2 separate regions of the Gasterosteus aculeatus genome follow, and region 1 is linked to region 2. Evidence: chromatin contacts called from public Hi-C data. All regions are on one chromosome and are shown on one strand. Each heading gives the region's core, a stretch centred on a gene start, on an enhancer-like site or on the middle of the called end of the contact. The rest is flanking DNA. Distances are from core to core; before and after follow the strand shown.

Region 1 (6,513 bases), core at 3,315-5,814, 46 kb before region 2:
GCATATGAGAGCTAAAACACCTGCAATTAGCTTGAATGAATAAGAAATCCAAATCTTTTGTAACAATTAATAAATTGTTCGGAGATTATTTTTGTTTACAAAGTTCTCATTCACAAAATGGAGACAAAGCATGTTAGTAATTTAGTAAAGATGTTAAACAAAAGGTCAAGGTCCTGTTTTTCTGAAAGACGGCAGCCATTAAGTTTGATACCTAGAGATGTGAGATGCACCTTGAGCCATCCTGGCTTCCTCATTCCATGTTAATATAGTTTGGGGAATACAGCTGAAGAGAATCCCAGCAGTTTACCTGCACTCATTAGGAAAAACCTGATAATAATACGTTGTAATCAAATTCACAGCTTTTAGCGCTGAGCACTGAAAAGGGCGCGAACTGGATATTCAGTCACGCAGGAGAGAAAGTGCACCCAATGAATTTACTTTGTGAAATTGATATGACAAATAGATGGGAGGATCCGGGGCCATCGTAAAACTGTCCCTTATTATAAAAGCCAAGTGGTGACGGACCTGGTCTCAACATCAACCTGAAGCTGGCAAATGGAAAAAAGCTGTTAATACTGTAATTCTATACCCTATTGTTGATCGATGGAGTTGCAAAAGCAGAGCCTGCAAAGCAGATAGAGCGATAGATACAGCAGATAGATCCATAGATAGATACAGCAGATAGATACAGTAGATAGATAGATAGATGCAGTAGATAGATAGATACAGTAGATAGATAGATACATACATACAGCAGATAGATAGATACAGTAGATAGATAGATCAGGAATTTACCATTATTTTACGGTATAATACCGTAAATGGTTTTTACACTATGTTACCGTAAAATGGATTACCGTATGTTACCGTAAACTTGAACCAATTTTACTGTGAATTAACTGCAATTTGCTGGCAGTCGACGCTGGTAACTTACTGTTTTATTTACAGTGCCCTACCGTAATATATGGTATGTTGTCGTATATTGGATTACAGTTACAGTGTTACCCTACGATTACTGTTTTTGTGTTATAAATACCAGAATGTTACCGTTTACCTATAACCGTATACTTTTGCATTTAATTCCCCACAAATTAAAGAAAGACAACCAAACTCATTTCGGTCATAGTGGTTGGAGTTTATTAGATGCCTTTAAGACAAAAATGTTAGATATTTGTAACCAAGAATAAAACATAAAATATAATAATGTATACAATAATAAAAAAATGAATCATAAAATTATTAGGAACAAGGTAAACTAACTGCAACAATACGCTATGGAACACTTTCAATTGACCGCAGCAAACGGCTGCCGTCCTTAATCCAGTGCCTCTGTAAAACAAACCAAAATAAAATATTTAGAAACACTGTCAATGGTAAAATATTAAAATTACAAAGATGAGGAAGACAACAAGATGTAAGGAAAGAGAATGAAAAAGAATGTTAATCATGCTAGGCAAATAACACTTACCAACGTTACTCGCAGAGACGAGGCAATGAGAAACTCCTCCGATGTTGAACTGCTCAGGTGTTCTGGATGAACTGAGATTACGCGTCTGACGTCACGTTCAGGAGCAGTCGGTCACGATTAACACTCAAATGACTATTAGGCAATGAACACTTTGAATAATACAAATATTTATAATGTTTACATTCTGGCCACTGAAATGATGGGAAAGGTGGTGCAAGGGATAGGGAGGGTGTGTTGTGCAGTGCAAGGTCAGCGGTTCGAATCCTGTGCCAAGTCGAAGTGTCCCTGAGCAAGACCCCTAACCCCCAATTACTCCACATACAATTATGTCAAACCATGGGCGTTTTGGATAAAAGTGACAGCTGCATGTATAGTAATGTCCTGTAAGTCAAAGTCATCATCGTATCTCATGAGATACCATCTCATTATGGTGACTTACAGGACCTGTTTTTCAGTGGCTGACATGGGATTCCATTCATTAACCTACAACAGATGTAGATGGATTGTGATTCACTGCACTTGTATGTGTATTTCCACCACTTCATAAAATATATGTAACATGCAGTTGAATTACGGTAGTCTGCTATTATTGTAAATTGACAGCTTTAACTGTTTATTCATGACATTGGCCGTTAATTTACAAGCAAGGGATGGAAATTTAACTGTATGTTACAGTTATTATGACATACTGTAAGATATCGTTAGAAATGCACCGCAAATTTACAGCAATTTGTTACAGTGTATATAGATAGATAGATAGATAGATAGATATAGATGCCAGGATGGGGGGTAAACAATCAGCTGGGGGGGGGGAGGCTGCGGTTGCTCAGCCGAGGTGTGGTGGCCCCTGAGGGTCAAAAGCATAACAACATCACAACAAACCATATAGCACTGGCCTTCTCTAATATACAACCCTGTCAATCTGCATTGCCACATAAGGGCAGAAGAACATCAGACTGACAGGAGGCTCTATTGCACGCGCTGGTGCCTGTTAGAGCACGTCGGGTCTAATCACACATGGACATGTGCATGTGCTCCGTTGACAGACAAACAGACGTGGACATTACAGACGTTATTTCTAAAACGTTGACTTTTATTTAGTTTAGTTTGGTTGGTTTTCGTAAATTCCTCTCATCTCCAAATCACAACTTAGTAAATGTAACTTTCCCCTTTGGCGCTGTTTGGATTTTCTGTTGAAATGTGACAAGATAAACTCCCATTAATGAGTCAACGCACCTGCAGATTTTCCTCTTTACTGTTACGTGTCGTGGTTTATTGTGGGCACTGAAATGACAAACACAAACCCATTAAAAAGTGAGCGAAGGCAACATGGAGAGGAGCTCCTCTGAGATGTTCACTCGGGCAGAAGTCCTGGTATGGCATTTAGAAAGACATGCCATTACCTGAAATTATCCAGTGAAGGTGTGACTCATCCCAGCAAGGGAATCCTGGGTTGAAGAGGGTGCTTGTGTGGAAAATAGAGGAGTCCTCACAATGAAGCAGGGACAGTTCCTTCCTCTCAGGCGGGGACACTTTAACTGCCGCTCCGTATTTTAAATGAATATTTCATATACTAATTCCTGGATGTCTGAAAAGTGTAGTAATTGTAGTTTGGTCGAGTATTATCGGATTTTGTTTGTTGTGAAACTATGAGGGAAGCTCCGGGGGGGTCCAGCCCCTCTCAGTCTGTCACCCTGTGTTATCCCTCCATCCTTTCACCACCTCATCTACCTGACAGCCAGGTCCTGCAGGCGGAGCCGGACTGGTGCACCGACGCCTGCGGACGCCTCCTGCTCATTTTTTGACTCAGACGCGTTCTCGCTCATAAAATACACTCGTGAGTGTAAGACTCGTTGCTTCGTGGGAACACAGATCATACACTCAAAGTACAATCAGACAAATCATGGGATATTTTGCCACATTTACACTTCAACAAAGGGGTTGAAGAAAATTGTCAAATGCAAATTATCATCAATATGCATTCAAGTAAAATGCAGAAGCATGACAGCTTTAATTTGTCAAACACAGATTTGAGGTGTTTTGTGTGTACGCGTTGTTAAGGTCAATCCAGAGAGTGAACCTGATGTGTCCCAAGTTGTGTAACTGCAGGCTGGTGCTTTACAAGTGGAGCAGGGATGCAAACCTGCTTTGAAATTCAGTGTATTCTTTCGATGGCACATCTTAGATGCCGAATCATGTGGGTGCTGAATGATTTTACCAGATTAATTCAAATAAAAATTAAAAAGATCTGTAGGATTTCGAAATACAATTATCCTTGTCACAAGATCTTGTCTTTCCTTGTCTCGGCCACAAGATGGCATAAAGATCCAATGTTCCCATGTCAGGAAGACACAACACGCCCATGACTCATCTCTGTATATTCCATGTTTGTTTTATCTATTGGCATGGATCCCTATGTGTGAAACAATACTATTACCATAAGGACCGTACAGTATTTTGCCTCATTCAGTTAAATTCATGTCAATGTTAGATGATGTGTGAGAAAATATATCCAATGGAGGTTGTTCTCAGATTGTATTGCCTGCAAACCAAATTAAAACATGAGTAACACCCATTCAGGCTGACTCCCAGAGGACAAAACTCATCACCGAAATTGACATACATTTTCTTGTTTGCCATCTCAAAACACTGCTTGTCAATTTGTTTAATATACCATATTGTCTTCATAAATACGCTCTGTCCTGAAAATCAGTGTAAAATACGACGCTTGGAAGTGAATTGACGTGTTACCGACTGTCATGATGGAGACGTGTTGACAAAGCTGTGCTTTTATAAACCGTGGAGCTCCACATGTTTCATTTTGACGAACATCTGAGTGGCTTTTGTGTGTGTGTGTGTGTGTGTGTGTGTGTGTGTGTGTGTGTGTGTGTGTGTGTGTGTGTGTGTGTGTGTGTGTGTGTGTTGTGTTGAGTCTTTATATAATTGTCCCAGGAATTAAAATCGTGCCAAAGCAAACGTGGAAAAAAGCAAACGCAATTGTGAGACGGGTCCGCTGGGCACATCCAGCAGAAGCACCGCGCGTGTCTTTAAGAGGCGGGGTGCACGAGGGGGCGGGGCAGGCGGTGGAGGGGGCGGAGCAGGTGGAGGAGGGGGCGGAGTTGTGGTCGCGGTGCGCCAGCAGCACTCAGCTGGTGAGAGCCGCTCGCAGACGGGAGACAGCATCCATGGCAACAATCATGACAGGTGGGAGCAGCAGAACGATGTTTATAAAATGACATGTGTGTTGATGTGAGGGCGCGGACCCGGTGGAGGTTAATCAGCAGGGCGTTAATCCGTCCCGCGTGCGACTGTTTGTGTTGTGTTTTTAGAGGCGGACACCCGACAGAGGCTGCTGCGCACCGTCAAGAAGGAGGTGGGTGGTTTCATCTCAGCACTTATCGGATTGGAAAAGCAAACATGCTTTTTTTTTTGTGTGTGTGTGTGTGAACCGGGACCGTTTCCGCCTGTCCGCGGGTGTGAATGAGCCTGGAGACGCTGGAAATGAACGATGCGTGTTTTCCTGATGTCAACACCGGAGATCGATGGCTTGGTGTTCATCTCAGCCCCTTTGGAAAGATCAGAAAACAAGCCCGCACTGAATAGCAGATCAATAATAGTAGTCTTAAAGTATTTATCTTTTGTTTTCTATACATCTTATCCCCTATTTGGGGTCATGAGGCTTTAGAAATAAATCAATAAATATAAATCAATAAATAAATATATATATATATATATATATATATATATAATATTCGTGGAGAAGGAGAATGGAGAAGGAGGACACATTGTGTTAGTGGTGTTTATGGCAGAGCAAGCCGAGCCATTTGGTTGTTACACAAACTGTGTGTGTGTGTGGGGGGGGGGGGGGGGGGGGGGTGGAGGCAGTTCTGGTGGTCTGTTCAGCTGGTCTTCAGCACTTCATCATCATCATCATCATTTGAGGTTACCGCAGTAAAACAGAAGAGCAGAGCTCAGCGGAGATCAAATGAGACGTCGCTACCATTTAGTCTGTCATTCAAACTATGAATGACATTTCTTTTTAGAGGTCTTCATCGTTGTGGATTCTCTAGCTTGCTGTGGTCTTTTGCTCGAGGTTATAGGCCCCGACCCTTGGAGAGAGGAGATGTGGAGCATAGGGACTGACATTTAGAGCCTGTTGCACGGGAACAGGTCGTGCTGAGGCTGATGCAAAGCTCCCATTACATGAACATCCATCTAGGTGAATAATAATCATCATTTCTTAGCTTTTTCTGACATTGTTCTTCTTTTTTTATATCAGTGATGCTTTCTAGATCTGTTCATTATGGCTAAATTTTATTCTGGTGAAACTACCACAGCAATCATCTGATATTAGGAATTGAACTCCAGTAGAGTTATATATGTATTATATATTTAGGCCCAAGGATTGGGCTTACACAATCTTACCCCGTTGAACAAGTGGGTCAAGAATTGACTGAAAAATGCAACTTCATGAATATTAACATCATGTTTAACAGCATTTCCATCAAGTGTCCTGTACAACAAGTGTGGACCATAATTATTTTACTCTTGATAAACTGTTGAACTTTTATGCTGCACATTTACAGGCTATTGTTAGTTTTTCTCTGTTGGTTCAGGTGACATTAGCTACCCAACAGTCCCACCTGCCAGTTAATGCAGTTTATTAAAAATCTAGCTTGTTTACATAGTGAAACCTGTTTCACCACGCGTTAGTGTACACTTCCGTCATAACTAGTTAATCATTTGAACTTATTTTTACTTTGCACTCCCTGCTGTTGTAGCTTTCCTTTGTTCCTTGTGTCACAAGTGTTCTCCCAAACATTTAGAGCTTAGCAGTAATGTACAGGGAGATCTTCTGCATTTTTTGGTACACTTAAAAACTGAAGCAGTGGAACATTACCGGTAGTTTTGTAGGGAACGTTTGGCCACTCATTCCCTTTTCCTGGCCAAATCCTAAACATAGCCGCTTTGTTTAACATCCGTTTGTTAATAGTTGATTTATTTCAATAGTTTCATCCCACATCGCCTCATCAATTACTAGACTT
Region 2 (6,676 bases), core at 733-3,232:
ATAGTGCTGATGGCGAGGACACAACATGCAACCACATCACCACAGCTGTGGAATTCTCTAGCAGGATTTTGAGTTTGACTTTGCCTTTTAGATATTTTGGGCACTGGGCACGGTGTTCGAGGTCCTCTTAGCCATCCTGGTGATGCCCACTCTAGGCTGGCGTTGGCTGCTCGGCCTTTCCACCATTCCTCTCTTCATCTTCTCCCTCCTGTGTTGGGTGACTATGATGTTGTTGTGGTTGTTGTGAGACGCAATATGTCAGCGGAACAAATGACAGCCTAATCCAGTCTGCTCTTTGGTGGGGTGGGATCAGTGGCTACCAGAGAGTGCTCGATACGACGTGCTGACAGGGAACCAGGAAAAGGCTCTGGCCACATTGAAGCGCATCGCCACAGAGAACGGAGCACCCATGCCACTGGGAAAACTGGTTGCTGACAGACAGGTAAAAGAGACTTTCTGCAGAACAGAAACATTTATGAATGATATTAATCTATGCTGCCTATTTTTTTTGTCTGTCATTTTAATTAGGAGGAACGAGGAAAGATTCAAGACCTATTTTCTTCCCATTTTCGCTGGACCACAGTGCTGCTGTGGTTTATTTGGTAATTATTATAATTATCATTGGAGCTAATGATAATGCCACCTACTGACACCCTGAGTTGTTACCCACAGGTTTCTCATTTGTTCTTAAGCTCCGAAACCTCAATGTTCTCCAAGGGCACAGACATATTAATCTAATCAAGTGAACCACTATTAATTCATCCCGTTTCCCTCCTCAGGTTTGCAAATGCCTTCTCTTATTATGGGCTTGTGCTGCTCACTACGGAGCTCTTTCAGGAGGGAGGTGCATGTGGAAGTGAGTCACAGCTCGAACAGCGACGGATGACTTCGCACATTCAAGGACACGCACTCACATTCTTATTTGCTACACTGTTAAGAGATATTTGCAGTTTAGTTACATGTGTCAGACCAGCAGAGAGTCTGGAGTGGCAAACGTTTTGGATTCCCTCGCACAGGTGTGCCAGATAACATTAACAACAACGCCTCCTGAAACCTGTGAAGAAACAGAGCCATCCTTAATGTCATCAGTCATATCTGCCATTTAAGATATCCACACATTTCTACTGTATGTTTTTTGCTAAATCACAGATCAGGCCTGTGCTGGGTGTGTATAATCCTGTTTTCTGTTGTTTTATATCTCCCTCTAGTGTCCAAAGGTAACAAGAAAGATCTTCAATGTAACCTGGAGTGTAAATATTTGAACTCTGACGACTACAAAGACCTGTTGTGGACCACCTTATCGGAATTCCCAGGTACACATAAGTTGTGTCTTCACTCAGTCTTTTTATTCTTTTCTATGATTCTTTTCTACTATAGTAGTTAATTATATTGGCTTTGTTGTTCCACTGTATCATAATTACTTATTATACCTTATACCTATTATACAAGTAAACATCTTAATAACGTTAAGACAATGTTCTAACAGAGGACACTTTGGCAAGGAGTTAAAAATAACATTAATGATGGCCCCATTCCATTTAGGTGTGCCAGGGCCTCGCTGTCAGGCCGGCTTCCTGACAAAAGTCCTGGCTTACCCAGAGAGAATGGAGCCATCATTAAGATTATTAGTCACCCCTCTGCTTTTCCACCAATGACCTGTCATTGTCATGGTAATAATAAAACACATTTCATTTAATTGCTGCACCGTAACATAAAGAGCAAGTCAGCAAATTGTGTCCTACACGCCTTGAATTTTAAACCGTCGCATAGGACTGCTGGTGACACTGTGGGCCATCGATCGACTGGGCAGGAGGAAGACCATGGCGTTGTGTTTCTTCGTCTTCTCCATGTGCATCATTCCCCTGTATGGCTGCCTCGGGAGGTGAGGTGATACCGAGAAGAACATTGAGCGTGACGTTGTGCGTCCACCATTCATCCAGCATTACTGGTTCCTCTGTTGCAGAGCACCCATGACAGTGTTGATATTCATCGCCAGAGCTTTCATTGCGGGAGGATTCCAGGCTGCTTACGTGTACACTCCAGAGGTAAGACGTCTACCAGGGCTGTCAGATGTTTTCCTTTTATTTCTTGCGTTGAGTAAAATAAAAAATCAGATCCAGCCTACTCAGTTTTTTTTCTTGAACCTGCAGGTGTACCCAACAGCAACCAGAGCTTTAGGTCTGGGAATGAGCAGTGGAATGGCCAGAGTCGGTGCCCTTATTACACCTTTTGTTGCCCAGGTAACACCCATCAGTCAGTACTGTTTCTTTTTAAGACATCAAAACAAGAGGAAGTAACAAAAATGTTTTTCCCTGGGTTTCATCCTGCAGGTGATGTTGGAGTCATCTATTTACCTGGCTCTTTCCGTGTACTGCTGCTGCTGCCTCCTCGCCGCCATCGCCTCTTGTGCACTGCCAATTGAGACAACGGGCCGGGGCCTGCAGGAGTCGAGCCACCGCGAATGGGGCCAGGAGATGGTGGGTCGGGCCTCCTCCCAAAGCTCAGGGGGAATTCCTCCCTCCACCCCTGTTTCCCAGGACTGAGGACATGTTGGCAGGAGCACAATTGAGATTTGAGGACCAGTGAGGAAAAGACGTGAGAAGAGGCAAAAGAAAAAAAAAGCTAATCCAGCTTTGGTGTCCAGCTCCAGTCCCACTTTATGACTCCTCAGTTTCGGCACCAGAGTGGCTTCAGAGAGCCAGGCACAATATTATAAATCTTATCATGTCGTCTTTGACCGCTATTGCTGTCATAGTTTGGCCACTTCTTAACTGGAACAACAAAATAACCATCACAGGTACAAGATTGAGAAAATAAATGGTGGATAAAATGTGAAACATTCTTGAATGAATGAATTGAATGAATTCAAGTAAAGCATTTAAATCCTTCTAATGGAAAAAAGAAAAGTAGAACAAAGAGGGTCTAACGGTTAACTCTGTTCCGAGTTTGGGCTTGAGAGAACTTCTCTTGTCTGTTGTGTCTGTTAGCGTAGATCCACGATACGGAGATAAGGGTGAGGACCGTCTTGTGCACACAAATTGTTGGTTAAGAAACACAAGCTTTTTAACTTGTATATGGCAGGTGTGAGGAACACGTCCTCATTGACAAATCAAAAGACAATTAGATGAAATACAGTCTGGGGTTACATTGTTGAAGATTGTGCCAGTGAAAGGACATACTGTACAGACAGACAGCCACCGTGTCGAACCCTGTGTTTGTATCATTTCACATTTCAACATGGATCATTGTTTTCTGCTGGAGCCACAAACCGTTTCATTCACAACAACCCAACAAATCTGCCAAAACCTTCATCAGAAGATAATAAACATACAGTCAAAGATATTTCATAGTTAGTGCACATCTAGAAACAGTCCACAGATGCTGGGCTGCATTTAAAGAAAGAATTATGTACATTGACGTTAACGTATTATGAAACTAAAAGCAGACCCGACCTAGATAGTAAGTGTTAAATGATTTTAAGGAATTACATTAACAAAAATATTTGGTGTTGCATTCTCTCCTGTACCAGACCTCGAGGCTCTGCACACACAGACCTACACACACGTATACGCAACGGCCCAGCAGGGTGGTCCATTCTGTCTTCCTGTAAATAATGTATCTACACCTGGTTGAGTTGTTGTCTCTACTTTTGTTTGTAACAAAGGTGATGAGAAGACACACTTTGCTCAGTCTGAGTGACACACTGGGAAATGTTTTGTTTAAGAGACAAACTTAAAAGAGAGATTCACCAGTTCAGGTCCGGCCAGCTGACTCTTTACCTGCCAGTGTTTGATTCATAGTGCTGCATTAAATGTATGTGTGCACACATTATTGTCAATGCACTGGATGTAAATGTGTATGATATTATCGTAAATAGTAGAACAAAAACAGCCCTGGATTCATGTTTTTATTTATTACTACACAGTATGGTTATATTAGTTATAATCATTTTCATTATGAAGATTTGTACACTTATTTTAATCAACAAAACCTTCAAATTTAAGTATCACTACTTTGGAATGATCCATTTGTTATTAATAATCAACGTGAGTAGTGTCTCCTCTTTAAAGTCACATTCAAGTTACAAACATTGCATCGTTTTGAAGCGACACAATTAATCCAAAGGTACACGTGTTTGCTCTAAATGTTAGTTACAAACCAGAGCAGTTTGAGCAGTATGTGATATAAGGCACTGACCTCCTTGTTCTAAAAAGAAGGGCACCAATCAGTACAAATTTACAAGCGAGCTTTTGGACCTTTGCTTTTTTGTTCCACAATCTGACCAAAGAGCCTCGCTGCCTCCTGCGCACAGCCTCGGTGAATAGTGAGTCCAAAACCTCCATGGCCGTAGTTGTGTATCACCTGAACGAGAGCCATGATATTTTAAATGTAGAAGTCAAATGAAAGACTGGTTGGAGTGCTGCTGGGCTGTTAAAAGTTTACCTCCACTGTAGTCGCCCCACACTGTATGGCCTCCCTCTCCAGTCGGACTTTGCTGCGAACCGGTCTCAGGCCGGCCCAGTCCTCCACCAGCCTGGCATGCTGAAGTTAGTAACGACGAGCCGTGTGCACATGCAAAGGCAAATGCACACGGTTACATACCGTAGCAGGGCAGAGGCTTGTTGTAAACCATTTATTACAGTTGACACAAACAGTCTTTGTATGGGCTCCTAGACAAACACTCTGATATCATCTCACCTTGAGACTCGGCTCCAGCTTGCAGGCGCTTTCCCAGATGTGTTTATGGTCGGTGGAGTTAGTCTTTTCACTCCAGTTTCCTAACTGTAAAATTCCTCCGACCGTCACGAGGCGACTTCTGCAAACAAATTACAACAACCTTGTCTTTCTTTGTCTCCCAAAAAACACTGTAATTTAATTTAAAATCTTCTAAAAGTTTTATATAACCACTGCAACTTTTGATGTAAATGATACTCTAAGTCCACAGCCCTCCTGTCCCTCACTACTAACATTACAAAAGACGTTGGCTCCTAAATGATATGCATCAGAATCCCCAGTGTTTGATGTCACTGAAACTACCCTGGAATGATATATGGTGAATTATAGACCCCTGTTTTAAAATCGTGGGTAAGAATCCAATGCTTCAGCCACGGAGCATCCACCTGAAAAACAAAGAATAACCAGGTACAACCTTTGTTCGCATAGTGCCTTTGTAGATAGATATAGAACCACTCTCACTTTTATTATCTGGCCACGGCCTGGTTTGAGCTCAGGGTCCGGCTGGAGCTCTCCGGATCTCATCCCAGTGCAGTTAATGATCACGTCTGCCCCAGTTTTTACCAGCTAAATACAGGCAAGCATGATAAGAGATAACAAATCCAACAAGCAATAACATCTGTTTGGAGGTAAGAGGGAAAATACAACAGCCTGGCGATATAGGATGTAAGAGACAAAGAGCAATCCTAAAATCAAAAATAAAACAATGTACAACTATACTAAACTATGCAACTATATATTGAAAAGCCTTTACGAACCTCCTGGAAGGACTCTATTTTTCTGTGATGAAATTTCACTCCCCTTTTTTGCAACCTGAGAATAACAGAGAACCAGATGTTTATTATGAGCACTTTAAAACGAGTGCTGAAAGTACATATATGTATATTATTTTTGACTGAACCGGTTATTCAAGATTTCATATGAAAACCCCGCTGGCCATTTACATCTACACAGCATATAGCTAGTTTATCAGATCAAAACATAAACTATTTCATAAATGATGTTTGAAACAGCTACACATAGAAAGTAAGTTGAACTCAGGACTTGACTCACCAATCCATCAGCCAAGGTAAGTATGTTTTACCTTCAACCATGAGAGCAGTGTTGAACCACCCATAACTGTACATATTAGAAGAGACAGTCAGAGAATCTAGCTATACACTTTTATTAGGAACCACGCAATATAAGGACTTTTTTTTTAAACACCAATGATATGCTTTAACGTACCCAATTAATGAGCATGAACAGTTCATTGCTTCTAAACATTTATTTCATGAAATTTTGCAGTTCTATGAAAATGATGAATTATTATTTTTATTTGGTTTTGTGTATATGTTAGTAAAATATGTCTTGCTGTTCTCAATGTCTGAAATACAGTATGGTTTTATTGCACTCAAATGTGGGAAAGGTAATATGTTTGGCACGACGTGAAAACATATTTAACCATTTGCAGCTTTGCTTCATGCTTGTTGTTTTGCTTTCATGGCAGTTTCAGCAGGATACCTACTTGTATCCGGGGAACAGCTGCAGCTCTCGTTCTGTGAGCTGCCTGAAGCCCAGGACAATATCTTTAAATGAGGGCGCCTGCAAACAAAAGCAAGTCAATATTCTATCATTTATGTTGTAAACTTGTCCTGGTCAGCTATTGTGTGTTAGTTATAATCCTTGCTGTGACGATTGAGTGTCCCAATCCTTGTGGAGGAATCTCTGTTATTGTTTTCAAACCACTGCAGCCATTTGTCTTTGTGTGACTGAACAAAGTCCGGCTGGACACGAACGCTTTGGGTTAATGATGGATATCGCACTGATATGTAATACATTTATGAGCTAGTTATAGAGGTTACATTTTTACAAGTTTTACAATGTCTTTCTCTTTTAGTAAGGCTTCTGAAACAAGGGCAGATCTTATCTTTGAAGCCAGATTAAGTTCAAGAACAATGTA

Evidence for each region. A called contact is a pair of places that touch in the nucleus more often than the background predicts.
Region 1: a contact with region 2 is called in a Hi-C map of tail fin, with 4 times the contacts expected there. The contact joins the promoter of sgsm1a here to the enhancer-like site in region 2. A contact is called at or near these places in 4 of 6 Hi-C or Micro-C datasets (liver, skeletal muscle, tail fin and 1 more).

The regions. Positions count from the first base shown.
Region 1 is chr13:10,753,182-10,759,694 of fGasAcu3.hap1.1, reverse strand. It overlaps sgsm1a (small G protein signaling modulator 1a), which reads left to right and starts at 4,564. Exons shown (of 24, transcript XM_078086687.1): 1 at 4,564-4,672; 2 at 4,798-4,841. The coding sequence starts at 4,654.
Region 2 is chr13:10,704,122-10,710,797 of fGasAcu3.hap1.1, reverse strand. svopa (SV2 related protein a) reads left to right here. Exons shown (of 16, transcript XM_040196689.2): 8 at 92-217; 9 at 314-442; 10 at 529-602; 11 at 780-856; 12 at 1,209-1,313; 13 at 1,771-1,882; 14 at 1,964-2,045; 15 at 2,151-2,240; 16 at 2,331-3,888. The coding sequence ends at 2,543. LOC120831316 (D-amino-acid oxidase) reads right to left here. Exons shown (of 11, transcript XM_040196693.2): 4 at 6,242-6,318; 5 at 5,788-5,853; 6 at 5,493-5,547; 7 at 5,197-5,301; 8 at 5,038-5,120; 9 at 4,699-4,816; 10 at 4,444-4,542; 11 at 3,893-4,362. The coding sequence ends at 4,237. Among protein-coding and RNA genes, the nearest start is that of LOC120831316, 5.1 kb to the right of the region's middle. Within about 2 kb of position 1,982, at least 1 of the 9 cell types and tissues checked has open chromatin away from gene starts, as enhancers often do.